Regions from separate parts of the Mus musculus genome. Here region 1 is linked to region 2. A link is a contact called in public HiChIP or PLAC-seq data. All regions are on one chromosome and are shown on one strand. The core of a region is the stretch at or near the end of the contact, and the rest is flanking DNA. Distances in the headings are between cores, read along the strand shown.

What was found. HiChIP or PLAC-seq counts read pairs in DNA pulled down with a chosen protein or histone mark.
Region 1: a contact with region 2 is called in an H3K27ac HiChIP or PLAC-seq map of embryonic stem cells, with 44 read pairs. The contact joins two enhancer-like sites. A contact is called at or near these places in 17 of 39 promoter capture datasets (the 3T3-L1 cell line, 3T3-L1-derived adipocytes, the C10 cell line and 12 more), 1 of 15 datasets of contacts at CTCF or cohesin (embryonic stem cells), 22 of 484 Hi-C or Micro-C datasets (the BV-2 cell line, Th1 cells, Th2 cells and 8 more), 20 of 115 datasets of contacts at active chromatin or transcription factors (CD8 T cells, the HPC-7 cell line, Th2 cells and 6 more) and 5 of 9 other capture datasets (adipose tissue, embryonic stem cells, liver and 2 more).

The regions. Positions count from the first base shown.
Region 1 is chr5:53,538,764-53,545,018 of GRCm38.p6, reverse strand. No RefSeq gene overlaps it. Among named protein-coding and RNA genes, the nearest start is that of Gm40304, 5.2 kb to the left of the region's middle. Within about 2 kb of position 2,703, at least 85 of the 459 cell types and tissues checked have an H3K27ac peak or open chromatin away from gene starts, as enhancers often do. A contact at or near this core is called in CD8 T cells, Th2 cells, adipose tissue and 5 more, where this site is marked.
Region 2 is chr5:53,351,417-53,357,300 of GRCm38.p6, reverse strand. No RefSeq gene overlaps it. Among named protein-coding and RNA genes, the nearest start is that of Gm40303, 87 kb to the right of the region's middle. Within about 2 kb of position 2,045, at least 46 of the 459 cell types and tissues checked have an H3K27ac peak or open chromatin away from gene starts, as enhancers often do. A contact at or near this core is called in CD8 T cells, Th2 cells, adipose tissue and 5 more, where this site is marked.

The DNA of each region.
Region 1 (6,255 bases), core at 1,454-3,953, 190 kb before region 2:
ACAAAGGATACCAGGTTTTAGATAAAAGATCCCACAATGATTCTTCCTAGGTGTGATAAGAGGATATAACATGTGCTCAGAAAGGACAAGGTCATTGTTTGCAGAGTCTAGTGTCTGAAATTTATTTTTAATCTCAGAGGTCCCACTCTGAAGTTTCTGAGTCAGTTGTCTAAAGTAGAGTATGAAATGGTTGGAGATTTTAATAGCCATCCCAGGCTTTGTGTAGGCCTCGGAGCGGCAGCATTCAATATGGTCCTCTTCCCATGCAATGCTTAGACTATCCTATGGCAAGTATGCCTTTCCCTACTGAAGCTCTGGGTCCCTCCTAAGAGTAAGCATCAGTTACATTAATGTAGCTTAAGACAGAGTCATTGTCCTGAAGGAAACTTCCCTGAGGTCTAGTTGAGGAGGGAGCAAGACAGGCCGTGACTTTCTAGCAGGAAGCCACATGCCATCTGTCCCCCGCCATGACTGAGGTATGGGATCTTCACACCAGCTGCCTGGGCCAGGGTGCTCCCAGGAAAGGGTCTTCCAAAGTGCCCTACTTCCAACCTTCATCCACAAGGCCACAGTTAATTTTCCAAGGACTGATGAACTTCTAGAAGCTGAATATCATGGGGGTGGGTGGTGGGTGGGAAGCAAAACCTGATGCAGAGCTGAAATGGTCATGTTTAAAATGTCTAAGGACTGTCATCAAGCAAATATGGGAAATCGGCCACAGGCACAATTCCCAAACGTAGGGATTTGCTTTACTTATTTGCATAGGAAGAGTTTTATTTAATGGATGAAACAGAAGACTTAAATCCACTTACCTCCATGGCCCCACCCGTTCCTTACATTCATGGTCACATTCTTTGCATGGCCCTAATCCCTTCATGGTCCCATCCTCTGCCTGGTCCCACCCCCCTACCTGGCTGCTGGCTCCTTTTTTTCAGCTCAAATAGACTGGATAAGACACTCTGGTGTTTCGGTTTCTTAACTCCCAAGAAAGAAAATTATAAGAAAGACTTGTAAGCCAGACATGGTGGAAGATACACACCTATAATGTCAGCACTATAGAGATGTAGAGGCAGGAGGATCAGGAGTTCAAGGTCACCCTTGGCTACTTGGTGAATTGAGGCTAGTCTATAATGAAAGAAAGCCTGTCTTCAAAAACAAACAACTCAATAGTAGCAAACAAGAGGCTTCTAGCTGTTTGATAAGACGTTGAGACTCATGTGTGAGTTCCTGTGGAGTAGTCACCTCTGCAGCCTGGACAGAGAAGAAAAGCACAGGGCGCATGCTTTATTTCCCTGTACTCATTGCTGGCTAATTAGAAAACAGATTTGTTAAAGTTTTGGCCCAAAGAAAAAGCCCAAGGCTCAAAAAAGAGACCGAAGAGAGTGACATCATTTCCTCTGACTCTTCCCTGAGGGCGTCCTGGTGTTGGGGAGAATGACTCAGGGCCCAGAAATGAAGCAAAACAGAACAATTTCCAATACTGATGATTTTGGTCCCTAACCTTCCCCAGGAAAGGATGGTATTCATGGGGGTGGGGGGTGGGGGATAAAGGAGCAAGGGAGCAAGACCTGTTTGCTCACTGAACAGACAATAAGAGAAGAAAGAAGTTCAAGCCGGATCCTAACGTGTTTTTCTGTCCCTATCCCTCTCTGTATGTGTGCTAGCACATTCAGATCCCCCAAAGTTCTTGGAATATGATGTGGTGGTTTAGAAGCTTATCATTTCTGAGGTTTGTTTTTATTATTATGGGGTTGGAAGACATTTTCACTTTGACTTTTGCAAGCAGCTATTACTCCTCTCTTGAAATCATAGGTCCCCCATAATGCCGTGCGTGCTTCAGGAAGTTCATTCCTCTACCTCCAAGAATAGGACGCACTCAAAGTTTTTTGTTCTTGCTCAGTGAATGAAAAGAAGAACTAAAAGGAAGGCATGACTGTTCCTAGGGGGTGGAGGTCTTTATTATAGCTTTAAGGGGGAGTGTAAGCAGAGGTGTGGGGAAGAGTCCAGAGTGAACTGGGCCATGGAGGAGTTCAGGGCTGGGGGAGGACGGAGGAGAGAGAAAGAGGAGAAGGAGGGATGAGAGATGAGACTCAGATCCAGAGGCAAAGAGGCCAAGAAACCAGCATAGCCAAAATGGCTGACTTACATAGAAATCAAGGAGGCTGGGTAAGGGAAAACCTGTCTAGTCCCTGGGGCGGAGAGTTTAGGGTAGGGGTCAGGGTACACCAGCTGGCTTATCTCTGCAATAGGTCTGGTGATACTGAAGGAGACTGGCAGATTGGATCTGTTTCCATATGTTATTATGCACCTCAGTTAGCTATTTAAGACCCAACAGCTAGGTAATGTTAGAGTACTGATACTTCTATACAATGTATGTTAAATTCTTTGCATTAAAGGCATTTGAAAGAACATAGGGATTATTCTGACAGACCCCACAAGGCAGATCCTAGGAGTTTGTTAGTCAGGCTACTGAGACAGACAGACAGACGGACAGACAGACTCACTAGGTTGATCTAAAGCTCCATTGAATCCTACTGAAGCCTGGGAAGAAAGCATACCCCATTTTCAGCTCTCCCTGGAGCTTCTGAAAGTAGAGATAATTGCTATCTATGTTATCAGAAAGCATCAAGCTTAAGGCCACAGGACTTCTGCAAGAGCTGACTGAGAGACTCAGATTACAGAAGGAATCTGAGGAATCTAAGAAATGCCCTTGAAATTCCTTGGTAGAATCTGACCTGAGAATCACAATCCATCAGTTTCCTCAGCAGATGCCTCCGGGGATACCTGACCTTGAACTCAGTGCCCTCTGCTCACTCTCCTGAATGTCATGCATCTATGCATGCATCTCTTGATGGCCTCAGGACAGGCTACCCCAAAGCCAGGAACACTGGCATTTGAGAAAGCTGCATTTGAGAAGTAGGAAGACCACTCTGCCTTCTGTCCCCACTCTCAAGCACAGCACAACTGTATCATTGATGAACTAAACACCGATGCATTGAACCTTACTGAGACCAGACTGTGACTAAAACCACAGATGTCCGCAGAGTTTAGGCGGGACATTAAGGATACAGTGTTACAAATAAATAGAAAATGCAGCCATCCCTGATTCTGCCAGGCAGAAATTGCTTCCCTGCAACATCTGCTTGTTTCTTGGCTCAGGTAGAAAGCTGGACTACATTTCTCAGCCTGTGTTGCAGTGGGGTAATGGTCTGGGAAGAGCCTGGGCCCTGTGTCTGTGGAGGAAGGTTTAGCAGAGAAGTGAAGCCCTAGCAAGGCTATTAGATGAGCAACTATGGTCTGGATGTCACATGTTTGTCGCGTCAGCTTTGCTTGTCATCAACATATATGTTATATAAATAATACACACACACACATATACATGTCACAAAAGTGAAGCACAGATTTTTTTTTTTAAAAAAAGCACAAAATCGGGGAACCTGACATAATCTGAGGAAACAAAGTCAGAACAATTTCTCTTGGGAATTCTGAAGATAAATAGCACTTCACTGGAATCAAAAAAAAGTAGACAGGGCAGGGCTGGAGAGATGGCTCAGTGGGTAAAACCACTGATTGTGCTTCCAGAAGTCCTGAGTTCAATTCCCAGCAATCACCTGGTGACTCTAAACCATCTCTAATGGGATCTGATGCCCTCTTTTGGTGTGTCCGAAGACAGCTACAGTATACTTCTATTAAAATAAAATAATACATAAAATAAATAAATAATTCTAAAAAAAAAAATACTAGACAGGTCAAGAACAAGAAATTCCTAACAAGGAGAAGCTGGGAAAAGAGAACTTGATGTGTGTTTGAAGGAGAAATTAAAGATGCCCTATAGGATTTTGGGAAACACGTTTTGAGGAGAAGGCAGTGAGAGCATTTGAACAAGTGAAGTTTATGATGCCCAGGTCTGTGCAGATGTTGAAATGCTAAGTAGTCGAGAGGATTTTGTGGCAGGAAGAGCCTGGCAGGTCAGCTGCCCTTGAATAATCATTATGACACAAGGGAGGGAGGGAGGGAGAGAGGGAGGGAGAGAGAGAGAGAGAGAGAGAGAGAGAGAGAGAGAGAGAGAGAGAGAGAGAGAGAGAGAGAGAGAGAGGAAATAGTGACTTTTCAAGAAGTAAATGCAGGCGGGGCGTGGTGGTGCACGCCTTTAATCCCAGCACTCGGGAGGCAGAGGCAGGCGGATATCTGAGTTCGAGGCCAGCCTGGTCTACAAAGTGAGTTCCAGGACAGCCAGGGCTACACAGAGAAACCCTATCTCAACAAACTCAACAAACCAAAAAAAAAAAAAAAAAAAAAAAAAGAAGAAGAAGAAGAAGAAATGAGTGCAGAATGGACTCCCACTGAATGCCAATTCAAGAGAAGGATCTAGAAAGAAATTTTCAATGAAAACTCAGAAGGAGCCAAGAGAACTGGCTGAGAAGGAAGGTCTAAAGGCCAAGGGAAAGAAGCTGCACACACCTCAACACGCCGTGTTAATCTAGGTAAAAGAAGAGCGAATGTGTCTGTGACGGTTTTGAAAAAGAGGAAGGATTATGGGGTGGAAAAAGCTGAGGGTGGTCACAGACATTGCTAGATTGGTCGCATGCAAGTTCAGGTTGAGAAGTTCTTACACGATGACACGTTTACAAATTCTGGCTAAAACGGTCCACTCTGTACTTTCCCCTTTTCTTTTTTAAACAGTGCTGGGGCTGGAGCTTGGAGCCTCCTCTGTACCAGACACGCCCCCCGGCCCCGGCCCCCACCCCCAGCCCGGGGCAGTGCTTCCAGCTTTGCCTGTGGATTTGCACCCAGTGCCTGGTGCCTCACGTGTCTTCAGGTGCTGTTTGGGTCTGTGCTGCCATCAGGGTAAGGCAGAAAGTGGAAGGAGCTGGAGAACAGAGTCAAATATTCCATTGTAGCTAGTGACACAAATATCATTTGCACTCCAAGTTCCCTTCGCTGCGGTTTCCTCCATCCCCTTTGATTCTGCAAAGTTGTTGAAAACTGATTGCGTTTGGAATCATTTCAATAACCAAAAAAGGATCCGGCCACTTCCCTCACTTCTTCCTCTTTACCCGCTATTCATTTTTCTCAGTTCTCTTACCTTTGGCCATGGGTTGAGCTTCCCCATTCTCCACTTCCCAAAGTCCAAATTAGTACTTCTGGTTGGCATAGCATATTGACTTAAGGGGATTATAAAAATGCTTCTCTGGCCATTTCTTCTGCCTTTCATTCCCTCTGCCTTAAAACACAAAACTAAACCATACAAAAAGAACAACTAAAACCCCTGTTTGATTCTCTGTTTATCTCAGCACATTTCCTACCAAGGAATCTATTTCTCCTGTCTTATTCCTTCGTGGTTTATTTTCTCATTGCCAATTTCTGTGTACTTCTGCCTTTAAAACAGTCTCCCTTTTTACTGTTTTCCCCAGGGTACAATGCCACCTAACATTTTCTTCACTTTCCAAGTACTGTGTGTTTAGGGTGAGTGTGACAATGTCTCCCCCCATAGAACTCCTCCCTTGCTTCCTCTTACCATTCTGTCTAAGATACCACCTTGAATCATTAAAGGAAGAAGACATGTGCATCAAAAAACAGATAAAATATGATGTTTTCCTAAAAAAAAAAAAAAGTCATAGTGAGCAGGTGTGTATACGTTGACACAGACAATGCTGGGCATGGTGGCGCACGTCTTTAATCCCAGCACTCGGGAGGCAGAGGCAGGCGGATTTCTGAGTTCGAGGACAGCCTGGTCTACAAAGTGAGTTCCAGGACAGTCAGGGCTACACAGAGAGACCCTGTCTCGAAAAACCAAAAACCAACCAACCAACCAAACATTGACACAGACAAGAGTGGTGGTGGGTTTTCCCAAAGGAGGGGTAGAGAAACCAGGGAGGCTCCCTGGAGAAGGTGAAGAGACAAGAAAGAAGTCCCATGGAAACGCAAAGGTATGAGAAGGTAGTAGTATTTTAAGGAGAAACACTTTTCAAAGCTAAAGGAGGTGGGGCTATTTCTATTGATTTGCAAACCACCACCATTTTCAACAAGCAACGCCAGACAACCGCACTGACTGGACAATTTATCCGAGCTGCTGTGTGACTGGTAGTGGTTTGTTTCTGTACTCTTGGGGCAACTAAACATTTCTTTATTAATTTATGTATTTATTCATTTTGCATCCAGATCCACTCTACAAATCCCTCTCCCCACTTCCCCCTCCCCTTCTTCTTAGAGAAGGGTAAGTCCCCCTTGGTTACCATCCCCACCCCAGGACAT
Region 2 (5,884 bases), core at 796-3,295:
CGAAGGGGTCAGCCTGGAAGTAATCCACTGGCGTGTGGCTTCTCCCCGAAAATAGATCCTAGGCCCACCACAGGCTTGCTGTTGTAAGACAAGGCAACCTTTGAACCAATTTAAGAGGTAGATTTTTCAGCCGGCAAAGCCAGTGCACATACACAGAAGAGTTTTAGAGCCCAGTGGAGGCTGAGTCACCAAGAGAGGACGGCTGGCTCATGAGACATCTCCCCGACTTGAAGGCTTCCAGGCCAAGAAGAGATTTGTAACCCGTGCAACACAGAAATAGCAGCCATGCCCCCACTAGCTCTCCCATCTCAGGAAGGCCTTTCTCATCTCACACCAGTGAGACCTGTCCTCACCACTCATCCTCTCCCTCTGCGGCCTACACATTCTCCGACCCAGTCTTTCCACTTCAGAATGATGGAGTGTCTCCTTCTAAGGGACTTTGGCCTCTCACAGGGAGGAAGAAACGTGCCCAGTAGGCCCTAAGGAAATGCTCACGGGGTGGACCAACAGACTCCTCGTTCTTCCTTCAACTAAGCACATGTTCAAGATCCCCTCACAGGACTGCTTCATGCTCATCTAGAGCTCAGTGCTCTATTCCATCTTCCTCTGTAGCCAAATTACCCTACCCAACACACACACACACACACACACACACACACACACACACCTCACACACACCTCACACAAACACCATACACATACACACACATACACACACCATACAAACACCACAGGCACACACACACACACACCTTACACTAAAATTAATAATAATAATAATAAAGTATTGTTTATGCCCAGAAAGAATTAACAAATCAACTCATAATAAAGTAAGACAATTATAATAATATAACCTAATAAACATTTTGTGAGTGTGGGCTCTCTCTCAAAATGTCTACCGTCTCTCTACTTAGAAGAAGCCCTGCGTGGCTTCTCCTTGGCACAGCCCAACCCACTACAATCCGCTCTTGTTCTCTGAGGATGAGGTCAAGGAAAGTGAGAGTTGCGAGGACCTTGGCACTATGACAATGCGCCTATCAATCTGAAAATGGAGTCAGCTGTCTATACGAAATGTTCCTCCCACTCCAAAGGGAAGAAGATAATTGATTCTTATATGATTCAAATACGAGTGACCATGGACTGGGAACACAGGTTCCCCTTGTCCCAGAATAATGCATCCCAAGGTGGAGACAGTTTGGAGAACTTTATAGCTAAGGACAGGATTAGGGACTCAGGCACTGTCTGGTAGCATTCTTGGTTTGGAGGTGGGTGAAGGTTAAGCTCTGGTTCCTGTATTCCAGCAGGATTTACCTGATCACAGGAAGGATGTTACTAAAGATAGGAATGATAAGAGGCTATTAAGCAGACCAAAGATAACCAAAGAGGAGCCTGGATCGACAGCATTCCAACTCTTCGTAATCGTTACATTTTAATCAGTTCATCAGCCCAGTGGACTCTTTAACATAGGTGTGGCTCTTTTCTTCTTCTTCTTCTTCTTCTTCTTCTTCTTCTTCTTCTTCTTCTTCTTCTTCTTCTTCTTCTTCTTCTTCTTCTTCTCCTTCTCCTCCTCCTCCTCCTCCTCTTCCTCCTCCTCCTCCTCCTCCTCCTCCTCCTCCTCCTTCTCCTCCTCCTTCTCCTCGGAACTCAGTTCACGCCCATCCTGAAATCAAATAACCCACTGCATGGTGGCTTCCAGAGGAGAAGGACCCTTTGTTGGGGGGGGGGGGCGGGGGAGGTTCTCAAACAACCAAGGTTTAACCACCTGCTCAGCATTTAACTGCTCAGAAGAGGCCAGATTAACCAAGCAAAAGACTCCCATGGATCCTTTGTGCCTCTATCAACCCAGCCAACTTCCCTGGAGCTTTGGGGACCATAGGGACAGTAATAAACTGAATTCCTGCAGTCCTCCGGAGGGATACACTCTGGCCGGTGAGAAAGGATGCTAGCAGGTCGAGTGAGAGGTGCTGAGGCCACAGACAGGACTTCCCCAGCTCCACCCTCCTCTTCTGGGACCCTCCCTCCTAGAGAAGTCATGGTCCTGTTTGCATGTGGCGTTGCTGCCCCCTCCTGGGAGATGCTGGCAGCTGCTCCTCATTCCCGAGCCGCCCAGCCTGTTCCAAAGCCTCTGTCTGCACTCACCATGGGGGTAAACTTTTTCATTGAGATCATTCCCATTAAAATCACCCAGGTCAGCCAGGCTGGTGGCTGTGGAGCAGGCCTGTAAGCCCAGCCTAGACAGGAGGATTTGGAGGTCGAGGATGGTCTTAACAACTTAGTGAGACTCTATCTCCTGAGAGTAAAAGCAAAGAGCAGAGACAGGATATTGCACTTGCTGACTTGATCAATATTAGTGGGGTGCCGGAGATGGGGGGGGGGAGGAGTGGAATCTATTAAACTTGTCTTCCTTCTTTTGGTTCATATTCCTTGGGTCTTCATTTAATCTGTCTTTTTGTCCCCAACCGGCAGCTCCCATCAAGAGTGGAGTTTGGCACACAGGGTGCCTCTGTGGCCTCAGGAAGGCAGGGACTGATGCTCCAGAGCCTATCAGCTCTGGCCACTTGGTGCCGTGGCACCCCTTGCCTGAGAGCAAAAAGTTCCTTGAACCTTGAACATTATGGGGGGAAGGGGGGGGGGGAGCGGTGCACACTTGCAGATCATCTGGGCCCTAAGGTACACCTGCTTCCAGACAGTGCTCTTGCCTAGCATGAATAAGCTTTGGCTTATAAAGTAGGCTGAGATAGCTGGGGCTAGCTCAGTTGGTAAACTCCACCTAGCCCTGGGCTCATCTCCAGCATGGCCTAAGACCCAGTGTACCAACATATGCTTGTAATCGCTCAGGAGCTAGAGGTGGGAGGGTCAGAAGTTCAAGGTCATCTTCTGCTGCACAGTGAGTTTGAGGCCACCTGAGGTACCGGAAATCCTGACTCTAAAATTAATAATAATAAAGTATTGTTATGCCCAGAAAGAATTAACAAATCAACTCATAATAAGTAAGACAATTATAATAATATAACCTAATAAACATTTTGTGAGTGTGGGCTCTCTCTCAAAATGTCTACCGTCTCTCTACTTAGAAGAAGCCCTGCGTGGCTTCTCCTTGGCACAGCCCAACCCACTACAATCCGCTCTTGTTCTCTGAGGATGAGGTCAAGGAAAGTGAGAGTTGCGGGGACCTTGGCACTATGACAATGCGCCTATCAATCTGAAAATGGAGTCAGCTAACAGGAGGGGCAGACCCTGCCTCCAGGCCAATTCATGCCCGAGAGGTGGTTCAGATGCTGTGAGATTCTAAATGTACTACCCAGAACTACTCGAACGGCAAGCAACTTAAAACTTATAATGGAAGCCGGGCGTGGTGGCGCATGCCTTTAATTCTAGCACTCGGGAGGCAGAGGCAGGTGGATTTCTGAGTTCAAGGCCAGCCTGGTCTACAAAGTGAATTCCAGGACAGCCAGGGCTATACAGAAAAACCAAAAGCCAAAAATCAAAAAACAAAAAACAAAAAAACAAAACAAACAAACAAAAAAAAACCCAACCAAACCCCCCCAAAAAAACAACAAAAAAAAAAAAACGAACAAACAAAAAACAAAGAAACAAAAAAATTTATAATGGTTTATTTCTGAAAATATCCCTTCACGCTTTTGGACCACTATTGGCTGTGTCCAGCTTGCTACGCTGTTGTGAGCCATTTCCACCACTCAGCCCATTTTGGGCTTCTCTAGCAGACATCAGACTATTGCTTAAACTCTGGTCCTTAGAACCCATGTAAGTAGAAGTATAATGGCACTTAAACTCTCTCTCTCTCTCTCACACACACACACACACACACACACACACACACACACACACACACACACACACGGGGGGGGGGGGGGGGGGAGGGGGGGGAGGGAGACGGAGATGGAGACACAGAGATAGAGAACAAAGTAACCAATCAGTCCTAGAGAAACAGAAAAGTAAAAAAGAAGTCAAGTTTGCTCAACCTGTGTAGACACCAAAGCCAAGTGGGGCCCCAGGTCCTGCTGCCAGGCCTGCCCTGCTCTACTGCTCCCTGTCAGGATCTGGCCTCTCTTTACTATGCTTAGCCCTTGCTCTTTAAGTAGTTTTCCAGCCTACAGACTACTCCTTTTCTTCAGTTGTCGGAGAAGCGACCTCCACTGGTGTTTCCTTTTAAGACCTTCTCCTTTGATTGTTTGGGGTATCTGTTTGTGTGATTTGTGTGAGGGCGGTTGTTTTGGCTTGGCATGGGGATGCTTTGTTCTTTTAGAGACAGATCTCAGGTATTCTGGGCTGGTCTCCAACTTGCTAAGTGGCTGAGTGACCTTGCGGTCTGATGATCCTGTCTCCACCTCCTCCTGTGCAGGGATTACAACTGCTGTGTCACCATACCCTCCTTACTTCTTACTCTCCCTGTCAGCAGGTACTTTACCCAAGCAGTCTATATCCCCAGCCTGCTCTTATTCTTAAAATTCGACTGACAGTCTCCTCGAGGATCAGCACTGCTCTCTGATGTTCTAAAGATAAAACCAATGGGCCCTTTAGTTCACCTTCTGGCCAGGTGATCTCTCAGTCAGGACCAGAGGCAGCTGCACTGTCACACAAACCCTAATTAATGGTGGCTTAAAGTGAAACAGTTAAATTCTCTTCTCAGAGTTTAGAGTTAGCCTTGACAGACTAGGGTCTGGGTCTTTCCTTCTGTTGTGTGGCATTTTCTTTTGAATGGAAACTTTCCATCTTGGGGTGTGTGGGGACGGTGCTCTGAGGACTCCAAAAGTTCTAATGGGAGGCCCACTAAGATTCAGGAGGTGGCACATGCCTTTAATCCCTGCACTTAGGAAGCAGAGGCAGGTGGATTTCTGAGTTCAAGGCCAGCCTGGTCTACAGAGTGAGTTCCAGGACAGCCAGGGCTACACAGAGAAACCCTGTCTGGAAAAACCAAAACCAAAACCAAACCAAAAACAAAAAAGGGAGTTAAATGACTTAGAAGTCTCTGGAAATCTCTGAAACTTACCAGATTCATAAGACCCCTCAGGCCCCAAGGCTGTAGATACAATAAGGGCTGAGGAGGAGACTAGTCGCTCCCACCTGCTCATCTGCCAGCTAGTCATACAGAGAGCTTCAGGGTTCCAGCTTTGGTAGTCGTCGTCCATGTTAGAGTGAGGTTTTGATAGAGCAGTGGCCTCTGAGTTGGTCATGATCCTGTAAGTATCCCCTCACCCATACCCAGTAAACAACCCCGATAATCTCGTTGGCTCACAAAGTTGGACTTTGCTGTAATCATTACCTTGGTCCATTGTCATTTCTGTATCTGGGACGAGAGGACATTTAGCCACATCTCTCCAGAGAAAGTGTTCGAACAGCACAGTTTTAGCATCCCGAACTTTGCCTCTTATCTCTAAGGTCATCTCGCAGCTGTAAGATGGCCGCTGTGGGGTAGATTCCACAGTGACATTGCTCTCAGCAGAAAGGAAGGAGCAAGAGCAAAGAAAAGGTACTTCATAGTCTAGTCTGGGCTTGGTTGCTTTCTTACCTGTCTCCAGAATTCCCAACCCATGACTTCTTTCATGTATCTCCCTGTTGTCTCAAGAGGGTTTTCGGGTTAAGTGCATTGAAATCTTGAGTGGTAGAGGGATAGATACAGTTAGTGTGAATAAAGAGAACAGATGAGCATCACCGAGAGATGACTCCGCCCAGGTTGCCTTCCATAGCATCCTTTGCCTCCTCCAGCCACTGCTCTGACCTCCTTGGGGTTAGAATTCACCCACTGAGTTACCTTCCCTGTCAGCTGGAGTCCACAGTGCAGGGGACTGGACCTGGCTGTCAGAGGTGCTTGGGCATGGCTTGCTATCGCCTTTCCACATCTCCAGAGGCTCCAGAACTCGGG